Regions from separate parts of the Oncorhynchus mykiss genome. Here region 2 is linked to region 1. A link is a contact called in public Hi-C data. All regions are on one chromosome and are shown on one strand. Each heading gives the region's core, a stretch centred on a gene start, on an enhancer-like site or on the middle of the called end of the contact. The rest is flanking DNA. Distances are from core to core; before and after follow the strand shown.

Region 1 (7,647 bases), core at 2,887-5,386:
AGGTAGATTCCAGTTGGGTGTCTACTGTCAACTCCTGGTGATGACAAAACACTTCTCTACCAGAAACCTTCATCATTCTCTTGTGAATTTGGTCAGATCCAGGGTGAACAAGTTAGCAACCTATATCCCTCCTTCCTGTTGGAAATGTCTCAATCCATTCAATCAATAAATAAATCATACATTTACAACATCACAATTGATCCTGGGTAAAGCACATTAAACTGGATGGAATTCATACAGTAACTCATGATAAAGACTAGTCCAGGGCCCATTTAGCTGAGGGGTTTCAGAGCGCTGTGAGAGACCAATGTGACCTGTGTATCAATACTGAGAAGGGCTCCACTGACCCCTGGTTCCTGACTGTCCTAGCCTCCCTTGACCTCCCTTGCTTACCAGGCCCAAAATAAACCATTAAAAAGCACTGGGGCCTGTTCGCTCTGTTTGACAGACATGGCGTGTGTGGGTCTGCTCCGACTGGAATCTGGAGTGTGGGGGAGAGAACCTATAGGGGATCTGGGTGGGAGAGGAGCTACAGGCTCCTCACAGGGGTCAAATTAAGGAGGGATGTTAACTAAAAATGCATTATTAATACCCTTCCCTGCCGGCACAAATACCATTCCCTTTTGACAATTTGTTCCCGGGCTACAGGCAGAGAGCTGAGTTCATCGTCAGTGTTTTGTTGACCTCTGCCAGAATCGAAAAGGGGGAGGCATAGAATCATGTCAAAAGCGATCAAACTATCAAATGTCCTCACAACATGAGAGGGGTGGAAAGAGACCGTGGCAATGGGGACATCCAAAATCAGCACAACAGGCAGAATGTTATAATGAATTTGAGTGTTTTTGAGCACTTGTAGCCCATGGGTTGACAGTGGATACATACAGCCCCACAACCTTTCAACCCATATGAATATACAGTATAATCATTGTTATAAAGTACTATGTTCTATTCAATCCACTGGTGTGCGTGACCAAAGAGCTCTATGACATGAAAATAGAGCTCTTTGGCCACGCACACCAGAGGTGGTTTGCCGTTGAAAGAAGGATGCAAAGTACCCAATATTTAATGTAAAATATGGTGGTGAATCTTTGATGTTATGAAGCTATTTTGGTTCCACTGGTCCTGTGACCCTTGTTAAGGTCAACAGCATCATGAACTCTACCCAGAACCAGGATATTTTAGCCAAAAACCTGGTTGCCTCTTGCCAGGAGGCTGAAACTTGACTGCAAGTGGATCTTCCTGCAAGTACCCTAAGCACACAAATCCACAAAATAATGGTTCATTTATCATATTTGTTTTAAAGGCTCAGCGACATTATCCTCGCAAGAGGAGGGTGTCGGAGTATTGCCATGTATCTTTTTTGTATTTTTCAAATTACTTTACTATTTTTCTCTGAACAATAGTATTAGTGTGGTGGAAAATGTTATGTTTCTGTGTTCCATTTATGCGCTTATCTATTAACTCATTTCTGTGTTCATGCTAGTAACTGATTGAACGAATTCTCACTATCAGTATCTGCAATTTGGTAGTATGCCCAAAACCTTGTTTTGAGAAAGGATATCTCAGTTTCAAGTTCTCAGCTTAGAGAGAAGAAGCCTCGTGAGGTATTGGTCTGTCACATGCATGACCCAGTATTGGTCGGTCACATGAAGGAAGCAAACGTTAATGATTCATTAATTATGAATGATGAATAAGCTAAATCATGCAAATATAACTTGTCTGTATATAAGAGAACTTCCTGGACTGCCCCGGGTAGAGATCCTGATCGACATGTGTACTTGGTGCATTGAGCAGCACGCTGATAATAAAGAATGATTCATTTAAGATTGACTTCGAGTGTCCCTGTGTAGAATTTCCATGACATTAGTATAAAATGTATATTCAGCACCAGTCAAAAGTTTGGACACACCAACTCATTCAAGGGTTTTTCTTTATTTTGACAGTTTTCTACATTGTAGAATAATAGTGAAGACAATAAAACTATGAAATAACACATAGGGAATCATGTAGTAATCAAATTTTAGATTTTAGATTCTTCAAAGTAACCACCCTTTGACTTGATGACAGCTTTGCACACTCTTGGCATTCTCTCAACCAGCTTCACCTGGAATGCTTTTCCAACGGTCTTGAAGGAGTTCCCACATATTCTGAGCACTTCAGCTTTGCCACGAGTGTTTCCAAGCTGTCATTTTTTTTATTTATTTTTAATTTCACCTTTATTTAACCAGGTAGGCCAGTGTAGTAAAAGTTATCATTTACAACTGCGACCTGGCCAAGATAAAGCAAAGCAGTGCGACAAAAAACAACAACAACATAGTTACAAATGGGATAAACAAAAGTACAGTCAATAACAGTAGAAAAATGTATATACAGTGTGTGCAAATGAGGCAAGGAGGTAATACATTAAATAGGCCATATTAGCAAAGTAATTACAATATATCAAATTAACACTGGAGTGATAGATGTGGAGATGATGATGTGCAAGTAGAAATACTGGTGTGCAAAAGAGCAGAAAAAAGCAAATAAAAACAATATGGGGATGAGGTAGGTAGTTGGATGGGCTATTTACAGATGATCGGTGTACAGCTGCAGCAATCGGTGAGATGCTCAGATAGCTGATGCTTAAAGTTAATGAGGGAGATATAAGTCTCCAACTTCAATGATTTTTGTCATTCGTTCCAGTCATTGGCAGTAGAGAACTGGATGGAAAGGCGGCCAAAGAGGTGTTGGCTTTGGGGATGACCAGTGAGATATTCCTGCTGGAGCGCGTGCTACGGGTGGGTGTTGTTATGGTGACTAGTGAGCTGAGATAAGGCGGAGCTTTACCTAGCAAAGACTTATAGATGACCTGGAGCCAGTGGGTCTGGTGACGAATATGTAGCAATGGCTAGCCGTCATCAAGGCAAAGGGTGGCTACTTTGAAGAATCTCAAATATAAAATATATGTGTTTAACACTTCTGGTTACTACACGATTCCATATGTGTTATTTCATAGTTGTAATTTATTCACTATTATTCTACAATAATCAATAAAAATAATGAAAAACCATGCAATGAGTAGGTGTGTCCAAACTTTTGATGGTTCTGTATACTTTTTTAAATGTCAACGTCGAAAATAGCTCAGTATATGTTTCATTTAAACACTTTTTTTGCTCATCTTTATCAAGGGTGCCAATAAATTAGGTAATGACTGAATATATCTTATATATTGTTACATAGTACTCCATTTCATTCCGTGGCTCTAATCCCTACTCAACCCCCCTCCTATTCTGTATAGTGAGGGATAGATATGCTCAGCTCCACACTGTGCTCCACCACGCCTTGGCACCCCACTGTAATATCTGGAGGGGGAAGAATATGTTGAAGTGTAGAGGTGCAGAGAGCCAGGAGGATCAATGAGAGAAGAAGATTAAGAGAGGAAAAGATCCGACTAGAGGAGAGTAAAGTGTCCGTGAGCTTTCTCTCCCATCTCTCTTCTCATGCAACTCTCAGGTGTTTGAAGTGTATATGACCATAGCCCCTCTTTCTCCTTTTGACCCAAGCCCAGGTGTAAGGATGTGTGAGATATGGAAGGGTGGGAGAGAGGCTTACCATGTCAAAGAGCTACACCCTAAATCCCCCCATAAGCAGGCAATGTCGGAAATGTGACTGTCAATGCAAAACCATCACACTGTCACAGGGTTTCGGGAGTTGGTGTGTAAAAATAGTAGTCCGGGTATAGTGTGTCTGTGCAGATTAAGAGAGGATCTACTGTATTTTTTTTATGTAAAAAATATCACACTTGCTTTCAGACCATGGGCTGTGGCTCATGTGGGTTCCAACTGGGCACACACTGGTTGAATCAACGTTGTTTCCACGTGTGGAGCTGACAGAGGAACATTTCACCTATTCACATATAGGAGGAGAGAAAAGCCCACAAATGGACATGGAGTCACACCTTTGATGGTACAAAAAGGTGTTGTTTGCTTTCCCACACTAAAAACAAAGTTCTTGCTCCAGTGACAAAAATAGTCTGCCTTCGGCGGCACAAATATTTTGGTGGCCAGCCACAGCTCCTATCTACGGCCTACACACGGACTGGGTTGTTGGCTGGCTGGCCCACTGGCCTCCTGGGCCTGGCCTTGGCTAAACATAGCAGGTCTGGATCATATCCAGGGCCTATATTCAGGTCTGGACCAAATCCAGGTTAACAGGGCAAAGAGGAGAACATAGCAGGGCCCCTATTCAAAAGCGACGATCTAGGATCAGGTCCCCTGTCCATATAATCATACTCATTATGATCTATAAGGCTAAACTGATCCTAGATCAGCACTCATACTACTTTGTGACTACCAAAACCAGGACAGCAGGGCACTGAACACTTATATGAAGATGCAGGTTTTACAAAATGAAAGATGAAAAGCCTATAAGCCTATAATATTCCCAACATTTTTGATGCCTGACGAAAACTTTAAAATAAAACATTTAATAATAAAACTGCAGGAGCATTCAACAGTGCGCAGGTATCCATCTTTTTTTGTGCTCCCTAATAGCCCTTTTAAAACGTTGATTGAAATTCCGTTCCTTTCCCCAGCCCATCAATAAACTTGGCACGTTGCAGTGGGGGGGATAGTCAGGGGGGATGTGCAGAGAGAGAAGCACCATAGATCCTAAATGAGACGGAGGTAGGCAGTGTTAGATACCGGAGTTTTGAACTGCATCAAACCTTCTGCACTCCATATACACTGTACACATAAGCACACACACACAGAGAGCGTGGGGAAGGGGGAGAGAAGAAGACAGAGACACAGGCCTTTACTCCGCACTCTCTACTCCGTGACCTGGAAACCGATAAGTGGCCTAGTGGTCGACGAGAGCGTCAATTCATTAGTAGGCAAACGGAAGACGGTCCTCCCCTCCTCAATAGCCTCCTTTTGGCGAGGAAGCACAAGTGTATCCTACCTGAGTCCTTTGCAGAAGGGTTTTGAAATCTGCCACACCACCTTGGAATCAGCTATTGTTTTCTCGAAGGAGAAAAGCATGCAAACATTTAAAAATTAGATGCTACTTATCCCTTTATCTATAAAATGTCTTGCACAACTAGCTACATTTGTTTTTATCACATAATTATACATGTATTTTGGGATTCCACCCTGTAAACGTAATTTGGCTAATGACACGCGATTGAGTCTCATTTCATACAAGCATATTTTCATCCACCTTCCCTCTCGTCATCGCCTCGCCTCGATTACCTTTGACCTTTTTCAAAAGAAGGTAAGAGAGGACGCAGGAGTTGTACAAATCCAATTAAGAAAAGGCCAGAGAGAGAGTGATAGAGAGAGTGAGTGAGCGCTAGAACAAGAGAGAGCGAGATTGATCAATGCTGCAGAGGAACAGATTGCTTGGTTCCCTTCTGGACAGCCACTGGACATCCCCTGTTACTTCCCCAACACACACACAGTGCCTACTGTACACCAACACCATTGCATAACAGTCACAGTGCTCCAGCTCTGCATGATGCGCTCCTTTTAAAATGATAGCACAGGGCTTCTGAATATTCAAATCAGCATATAGCCCACCAGGGGAGGGGAAGGTAGGGCAGTAGTCTATCTTTCTACCATTCTGCACCGCACCATCTACCCAATCATCTCCCTCCTTGTAAAAACCCACCCATCTATCCAATCATCTTTCCCCTAGTTAAATGTATCCCTCATGACATTGATGCCCTAAACCCAGGGAGGCATCGGTTGGAGGGAGGGAGCGAGCAGCAGAGGATCCATCAGGCCCCAGTGGGAGGGAGACAGGCAGCGAGCAGCGGCCCACACTTAGGCAGTATGGGTAGGAAGGGGATTTATGGGATGTGGACAATCTGGATGATCCAAGCACACGATAACACACACACACCTTCCCACCATAGATAACCAGATGTGTTACATATTCATATCCCGTAGGAGGCTGACAGCAACCAGGCAGGCAGGTCCAACCAATGGGCACTGGTTGGATCTTCAAATCTGATCTCATTTGGCTCTGAAACCTCTGAAACTTCACCCTCACATATAGAAAAGGATTGATAGTGCTGGTGACATCCTAATTGGCTGTGATAATAAATAATAGGCATCTTTAAAGGTCCACTCAATGATATTTACAGTTATTTTTTACCCTTTAAACTAAAATATTCAAACCCCTTGACTTTCTCCACATTTTGTTACGTTACAGCCTTATTCTAAAATGAATTTTCTCAGCAATCAACACAATCCCCATAATAACAAACGAAAACAGGCTTTTAGACATGGTGCAAATGTATTTAAAAAAAAATTAAATACCTTATTTACATTCAGACCCTTTGCTATGAGACTTGAAATTGAGCTCATGTGAATCCTGTTTCCATTGATCATCCTTGAGATGTTTCTACATCTTCATTGTTAAATTCACCTGTGGTAAATTCAATTAATTCGACATGATTTAGAAAGGCACACACCTGTCCCACAGTTGTCAGAGCAAAAACCAAGCCATGAGGTTGAAGGAATTGTCCGAGACAGGATTGTGTCAAGGATCAGATCTGCGGAAGGGTACCACGTCTGGAGGAACCCTGGCACCATCCCTATGGTGAAGCATGGTGGTGGCAGCATCATGCTGTGGGGATGTTTTTCAGTGGCATGGACTGGGAGACTAGTCAGGATTGAGGCAAAGATGAACGGAGCAAAGTACAGAGAGATCCTTGACGACAACCTCCTCCAGAGCACTTAGGACCTCAGTCTGGGGCAAAGGTTCACCTTGCAACAGAACAACAACCCTAAGCACACAGCCATGACAACACAGGAGTGGCTTCGTGACAAGTCTCTGAACGTCCTTGAGGGGCCCAGCCAGACACCCGAAAAGGCCCTCATCCCCATTTCTCCCCAGGAGAAAGAAACAGAGGTTTCGCGGAAGGAGATCGTGGTGTCTTTATAAGATCAGATGACTAGTACGGCCAACGTACAATCGCTGGATAATAAAATGGAAGAACTAAAAGCACGTATATCCTACCAACGGGACATTAAAAACTGTAATATCTTATGTTTCACCGAGTCGTGGCTGAACGATGACATGAATAACATACAGCTGGCGGGTTATACACTGTACCGGCAGGATAGACCAGCAACCTCTGGTAAGACAAGGGGTGGCAGTCTATGTATATTTGTAAACAACAGCTGGCATGAACTGCACGATATTTAAGGAAGTCTCAAGGTTTTGCTCGCCTAACATAGAGTATCTCATGATAAGCTGTAGATCACACTATCTACCTAGAGAGTTTTCATCTATATTCTTTGTAGCTGTCTATTTACCACCACAAACCGATGCTGGCACTAAGACCGCACTCAATGAGCTGTATACGGCCATAAGCAAACAGGAAAACGCTCATCCAGGTGGCACTCCTAGTGGCTGGGGACTTTAATGCAGGAAAATGTAAATCCATTCTACCTAATTTCTAAGAGCATGTTAAATGCGCAACCAGAGGGAAAAAACTCTAGACCACCTTTACTCCACACACAGAGACGCGTACAAAGCTCTCCCTCGCCCTCCATTTGGCAAATCTGACCATAATTCTATCCTCCTGATTCCTGATGTCGTGTCTTTGGCAATGCCGGATTAAGTGATATGACATGCTATTCTATAAAATAATTTATC
Region 2 (7,647 bases), core at 2,544-5,043, 180 kb before region 1:
ATTGAACAAATGTGGAAAACTAATTAGATATGCAAAAAGTCATCAACGTATGGTATTGTATTTTTTTCACCCAACTTTTAACCTCAATCCAATATGTTTTTTTCCACATTGAATTCACATTAGTTGACAACTCATTCAAATGTAAATCAAAGGCAGACGTTGAACTGTGCCCCAGTGGGGTGCTCTTTGAGCGTCCGTTGGATAAGTGTGCAATCTAATCATGTTCCACTAGATGACGGTGTTTCATCAGGAAAACAACTGCAATTGTACAGAATCAGATCGCCACACTGGCTATAGCACAGTTCAGTTTGAACTGAGCAGGAATGAAGTGAAACAGTGGAAAATATATTGTACATATACAATAAAGTAAAGTTTTCAGACAGTTTAACTATTGAACAGACCTATAATGTGGATGTGAATGTAAAGCTAGCAGTCTACCATTGGGGAGGCTCCTTGAGTATTGAGCAGATATTAGGTACATTTATCATCTGTCATGACAGTGTGCAGCATGTCAGCCATGTGGAGACTTAATGGGATGTTAATGTCCCTCTGTGTTCTGGGCACTAATTATTAATAAGCTAGGTGCCCTCCACCACCTGACTAATAAGCAGAGCTTATTAGAGGTAATTCCATTTACCAACATTGAAGATGCTACTGTCCCATCTATTCCTCATTAGAATGAGAAGAAAAAAAAGTTGTGAGGGAAACGAGGAGGGAGGACATGAGGAATCAAGGAAATACAATTGAGATTCACCCTCACTGTTATAATGCAACCCATTGGAGAAATTAAAAGGTTATTTACAATGAGAGTAATTAGAAAAAGTGCTTTTGATGCAGTCTTGTCGATTTCATTCATGACAACAAGACATTTATTTTGGAGAAATGAAACTGCCACTTCATTGGAAATTCTCTCAATTGTCTGTCAGTTCCCTTTCAGCTATGTGGAGTTTGCATGCTAGCACCCTCTGCTGAAGAATATTAGAATCATGCCTGATTAATTTATTCAATTCTTCCACTCTTCATCTAGAGCTTAGCAGAACAATTCACAATTAATTGGAATGCGAAATGTATCAGTCTTTACTCCAACTTAACTGTTCCACTTAAGGAGGGCGTGCTGATCCTGAGTTGCAGGATAGAGGGGTGGATCTGTACTCATGGTCGGATCACATGAAGCTATCTTCCCAGCATGGAAATATAGAGCTGGCTGAGAACTTGGTCTCCTTCGGTGTTAAACAGGACTCACGTTTGGATGACGAGTGTCGTAGGGGAATCCCTGGCTTCGAGCGCAGTGCACATTGAGTTTTGTCATCGAGTGCACAGGAGGTTGGTGGCACCTTAATTGGGGAGGACAGGCACGTGGTAATGGCTGGAGCAGAATGAGTGGGAAGGTATCAACAACATCAAACAGCCATTATTATGAGTTAAGTAGCTCCGCACTTCTCAGTGGAGTGGCTCGGAAGGAGCTTGGGGGCTAACCTAGTGGAGCAGCTGCACCTTTGGTTGACTGTCGCAGGTGCTCGAAATTATGAATGCTCACAAACAGCTTTTGTCTGTGCGCCCAAGCAATTGGTTCACCTTCATCGACCTGAAGGACGCAAACATTTCAATGCTGAGCCTACTCTGGTCCTCCCTTTTGGGCTTTCCCTCTTGCTTCCCACTTTCAACAAAGTTGTGGAGGCCAACCTGGTCTCAGAGCAAAACGTATTATATGTTACATAATATAGATGCCACTCCATTTAATATGATATGTTAGATTAGGTTACATTACATTTGCCTACCAATGTAATAGTGGTCGTACAATGTAATAAGAATTATAGGATGTATATAATATGTTACAAATTACAATTCGTATGATATGTTACGAATTCGCAATTTGTACAATATGTTATGATTTGCTAGGCTAGCATTCAAGGAGATAATTTGCCTTCTGTTGTCCCAGGCGCACGGGCAGGTCAGGCACCCGCAGCCAGAGATTTGGAACCTGTGTGACTTCGCCCCTGAAAGGTCCAATCTGATGGCAAGGGGTTTACCTCTGAACGTTATTGCTACTATACAGTCTGCAAGGGCACCCTCAGTGAGAGCGTTGTATGGATATACTGTAAGTGGTGGGTGTTGGACATTTAAATATTCCTACAGGTTTTTTTTTTAGCAGGGCCGCTCATTCACCTCCCTGAAGGTGTACACTGAGTGTACAAAAAATGCTCGTTCCATGAAATAGACTGACCAGGTGAATCAGGTGAAATGATCCCTTACTGATGTCACTTGTTAAATCCACTTCAATCAGTGTAGATGAACGGGAGGAGACAGGTTAAAGAAGGATTTTTAAGCCTTGAATCATTTGAGACATGGATTGTGTATGTGTGCCATTCAGAGGGTGAATGGGAAAGACAATAGATTTAAGTGTCTTTGAACGGGGTATGGTAGTAGTAGGTGCCAGGCGCGCCAGTTTGTGTCAAGTACTGCAATGCTGCTGGGTTATTCACACTCAACAGTTACCCGTGTATATCAAGTATGAGCCTTATGCATGTACATTGAGTGGACCAGGGGTATCCATTTGTATGACCAACTTTTGTCTGATTTTATAATCCGGCTGGTGGTAAAAAGCTTTCTAAGCAGCGTCTCTCCTGCTGGATTGTGGAAGCTATTTCTCTGGCATATGACAGCAGGGGGGGTCTGGCGGCATCTTGGATGTTGTTTAAAGGGTTTCCTGTGGGAGATATTTGTGCTGTGAAGAGTTGAGCATCACCACACACCTTTGTTCAGGATAGACACCACACAGTTCGGGATATGTGGGTACCTACCTGCAAACACACGCACACACACACACACAAACACACACTCTTTCGGGGAAAACATTCATGTTGTAATAGTTCAACCAGCAATTAAAACACATTGGGTACTGTGTACCCCTTTTCTAGATACTTAATCTAAGCACTGCTTAGTTTCCCGTTTGCCCGGACCATACAGGAAACTGTAACAATGGCTAATAAATTGTCCAGGGCGGTCAATGGAGGGAACCAGTAGTTAGGGGGAAAGAAGGGGAGTCAAGGGGAGGTAGAGCGGACATGCTCAAATGTTTACTCGGGGACAGGGCACATTCCACAGTGAAGCATATGAATAAACCCTTGACACAATCACATGGAAAAATACAAACACACAAGCACCCACGCACATATCCACACAAACACAAATGCAAACACACACACACACACACACACACACACACACACACACACACACACACACACACACACACACACACACACACACACACACGAGAGACACACATTATAGACAATGACTAATGCATGGAACACAAATACGCTCAGATTACATTGTTCTCAGAGGGTACAATAGGATAAACATGTATTTTTTCCCATTCTATTTAGAGAATTGTAGTTAATTTCTAGCTTTCTGTTCTATATTTGCTGGCATGTGCGTTATGTTCCATTTCCTTGAAGTGCTAAACCCACATAACTAAGATTAACTAATTGTATTTGTATGGCTAAACCATTATATAACACTGAGCTGAACCAAACTGTGCTGTCCTGTGCTGAACTGAGCTTTGCCGGCTGTGCTGTGCTGTGCTATGCTATGCTATGCTGTGCTATGCTGTGCTGTGTGCTATGCTATGCTATGCTATGCTGTGCTGTACTTTACTATACTTTACTGTACTTTACTGTGGTGTGCTGTGCAGTATTGAACAGAACTGAGCTGTGCTGTTCTGCACTACATCCCCCTGTCATTCTCAACCATCCCAGTCTGAGTGAGAGGGCCCTTGTTGATAAGGCACCTCACCACGTTTGGGGATGTGAAGTTGCCCTCCCTCCCTTCCTTATCTCCCACCAGCTGGTGAGGGTGATGTGACATCATAGAGAGAGAGAGCTCCTTCTCCCCCCCCCCACCCACTTTCTGTGCTGCTGGGCTCTTCCCTTCCTTCATGTGCCCACATAGTTACATCATAGGAGACCAGGGGCAATGGTAACACCTTGAAGTTCTCGGAACAGAGTACATGCCCATTTTAGGTTCTGTCCCCGCTTGAAAAGCAAAATATCTCACAATTTTTTTTCTTTTTTTTTCTATCGGTTGTGTTTTACTTATACTGTCCTGAATGTTAATGTCCAATCGATTTAACTAGGATCATTTCCATCACTATATGTTGGCTAAACATTGACATGAATGACGTTTTATTATTGTTGTCTCTTGCTAGGCACATGAGGTTTTGTCAGGACTGCTGGGTTTGGGGCAATTGTAACGCAGTGTTAAAATATGAAAATAAGTTATTTTATCTTTAAGATTGTATGAATTATACATTAATTATACAAATACTACATTTAAATAGACTTGGAATAATGTAGAGTGCAAAAGAAGTTGTAAACATATACATATCTAACTGTGTTACTCGGGTCAACCTTGAGAACATGCCCCCCGCCTATGTCTGTCTGTGTCAAGAGCAGCTCCATCCGAGGCAGTCAGTGACCACCCTATGTCCTGTAGTAGAAATGTCCTGTATTTACCAAGTCATGAGAGCAAACCACACACAAGTCAGAGTTATCATAAAGTCCATCTTTAATTATATGAGCTCCATCACAACCCTGTGACTATCAGATCAATTCAGTTTCTATAAAATGAATTATCTCATTGCAACTGAGATCCTTTGTAGCAAAGACACACATAGCCAGACAGCATTGGCTATAAATTATCGTCCAGCTTTGTCTCCTAAACTATGTTATTTTCTCGCTCTCAGGACCATAAAACAAAACCTATCTCAACAGGCATATATCAAATACACCCCTCCTGGACAAGATCACAGAGACACAGTGACTGGCACACAGACATTGTGGAGCCAAGAGATACAGTGCCTTGCGAAAGTATTCGGCCCCCTTGAACTTTGCGACCTTTTGCCACATTTCAGGCTTCAAACATAAAGATATAAAACTGTATTTTTTTGTGAAGAATCAACAACAAGTGGGATACAATCATGAAGTGGAACGACATTGGATATTTCAAACTTTTTTAACAAATCAAAAACTGAAAAATTGGGCGTGCAAAATTATCCAGCCCCCTTCAGTTAATACTTTGTAGCGCCACCTTTTGCTGCGATTACAGCTGTAAGTCGCTTGGGGTATGTCTCTATCAGTTTTGCACATCGAGAGACTGACATTTTTTCCCATTCCTCCTTGCAAAACAGCTCGAGCTCAGTGAGGTTGGATGGAGAGCATTTGTGAAAAGCAGTTTTCAGTTCTTTCCACAGATTCTCGATTGGATTCAGGTCTGGACTTTGACTTGGCCATTCTAACACCTGGATATGTTTATTTTTGAACCATTCCATTGTAGATTTTGCTTTATGTTTTGGATAATTGTCTTGTTGGAAGACAAATCTCCGTCCCAGTCTCAGGTCTTTTGCAGACTCCATCAGGTTTTCTTCCAGAATGGTCCTGTATTTGGCTCCATCCATCTTCCCATCAATTTTAACCATCTTCCCTGTCCCTGCTGAAGAAAAGCAGGCCCAAACCATGATGCTGCCACCACCATGTTTGACAGTGGGGATGGTGTGTTCAGCTGTGTTGCTTTTACACCAAACATAACGTTTTGCATTGTTGCCAAAAAGTTCAATTTTGGTTTCATCTGACCAGAGCACCTTCTTCCACATGTTTGGTGTGTCTCCCAGGTGGCTTGTGGCAAACTTTAAACAACACTTTTTATGGATATCTTTAAGAAATGGCTTTCTTCTTGCCACTCTTCCATAAAGACCAGATTTGTGCAATATACAACTGATTGTTGTCCTATGGACAGAGTCTCCCACCTCAGCTGTAGATCTCTGCAGTTCATCCAGAATGATCATGGGCCTCTTGGCTGCATCTCTGATCAGTCTTCTCCTTGTATGAGCTGAAAGTTTAGAGGGATGGCCAGGTCTTGGTAGATTTGCAGTGGTCTGATACTCCTTCCATTTCAATATTATCGCTTGCACAGTGCTCCTTGGGATGTTTAAAGCTTGGGAAATCTTTTTGTATCCAAATTCGGCTTTAAACTTCTTCACAACAGTATCTCGGACCTGCCTGGTGTGTTCCTTGTTCTTCATGATGCTCTCTGCGCTTTTAACGGACCTCTGAGACTATCACAGTGCAGGTGCATTTATACGGAGACTTGATTACACACAGGTGGATTGTATTTATCATCATTAGTCATTTAGGTCAACATTGGATCATTCAGCGATCCTCACTGAACTTCTGGAGAGAGTTTGCTGCACTGAAAGTAAAGGGGCTGAATAATTTTGCACGCCCAATTTTTCAGTTTTTGATTTGTTACAAAAGTTTGAAATATCCAATAAATGTTGTTCCACTTCATGATTGTGTCCCACTTGTTGTTGATTCTTCACAAAAAAATACAGTTTTATATCTTTATGTTTGAAGCCTGAAATGTGGCAAAAGGTCGCAAAGTTCAAGGGGGCCGAATACTTTCGCAAGGCACTGTATATAGCTGAATGCTACGGACACAGACTGTAGTAAAAAATGTAGTTATTAGCCATGACAATTCTCTCTCATGAAAAAGTCTTGCAAAAGTTCTCTAAAATAATCACCCACGAAAATGTGTTCCTGGAGTTTGCTTGTGGCTGTGACGAGTAATCTCTTATCACTCTTATCTGAAACTTTGAACCACTATCCTCCCGAAACACATACTCACATTACACCACCACACACTCTCACACCCAACCCAAAACGTTATACAGAATGAAATGTTTCCTCTTTATAGGACACCTATGGTGCACATTATTCTCAGTAGACCACAGTATCATATTTTTAGTCCAATTGTGACAATGTTCGTAAAACATAATTGTCATGTTTATTTATCTTCCCGAACCCTTCCTTTGTTTTGCACTGACGATTTATAGTTATTTACTGGAAAAGCACACAGCAAATTCTGGATTCTGAACACAAATGATAATGCAGTGTTCTATGTTATGGCAAGCACCAAGTTTTAGAACCTGGAGAAATGGTATTACCACTCCTGCCAATTCAGAAAACAGGGAATACATTTTATGAAATAAAGACACGCCAGACCTTCATTTTAATGACAATTGTTTCTCAATTATAATATCAAACAATTATGATATAAAAATTTAAAAAATCATTGAATTTTTACAATTTCCCAACAATTTCGTAATTTAGTAATTGTTTATATCATCAGCACCTTACAAACACTTTACTGGTAAAATTATGCTCCAACTTCCCCAAAACGTGAGAGGTTTTGGCTCCAATTCTCCGGTACTCCATTCTCAAACTTCAGAGACTTATGGTATAGTACAGGTAGTCTGCCTGCGTGCTATGGAACTCTCACTGAGAATACTTAGAGGGCTGAGGTTTTGGCACCAGCTCTGCTTCTGTCTTCCCGTAACTTAAAAGAGACTCAGTACCTGACATTACAGTATCTGTCTCTATGCCAGACTCACAGTCTAGCACCTGTCTGCCAGGGTTCTGATAACGGCATGGGCCAGGAGGTGTTGTGAAATATGTGGTGATCAGATGTACGCAGAAACTGCATGTTTTCACTTCTTCGTGGTCAGATCAAAATATTATCCTCCTGACATGGAAACGTTATCAGCATATTTATCTTGAGAGAGGGGGAGTGTATGTGTGCATGTGTGTG

What was found. Hi-C and Micro-C count contacts between places; a contact is called where the count stands out from the background.
Region 2: a Hi-C map of liver shows a contact between it and region 1, with 4 times the contacts expected there. The contact joins two enhancer-like sites. A contact is called at or near these places in 3 of 3 Hi-C or Micro-C datasets (blood and liver).

The regions. Positions count from the first base shown.
Region 1 is chr10:52,691,645-52,699,291 of USDA_OmykA_1.1, reverse strand. No RefSeq gene overlaps it. Among protein-coding and RNA genes, the nearest start is that of ruvbl2, 22 kb to the right of the region's middle. Within about 2 kb of position 4,136, at least 1 of the 11 cell types and tissues checked has an H3K27ac peak or open chromatin away from gene starts, as enhancers often do. A contact at or near this core is called in liver, where this site is marked.
Region 2 is chr10:52,873,382-52,881,028 of USDA_OmykA_1.1, reverse strand. No RefSeq gene overlaps it. Among protein-coding and RNA genes, the nearest start is that of LOC110534264, 21 kb to the left of the region's middle. Within about 2 kb of position 3,793, at least 4 of the 11 cell types and tissues checked have an H3K27ac peak or open chromatin away from gene starts, as enhancers often do. A contact at or near this core is called in liver, where this site is marked.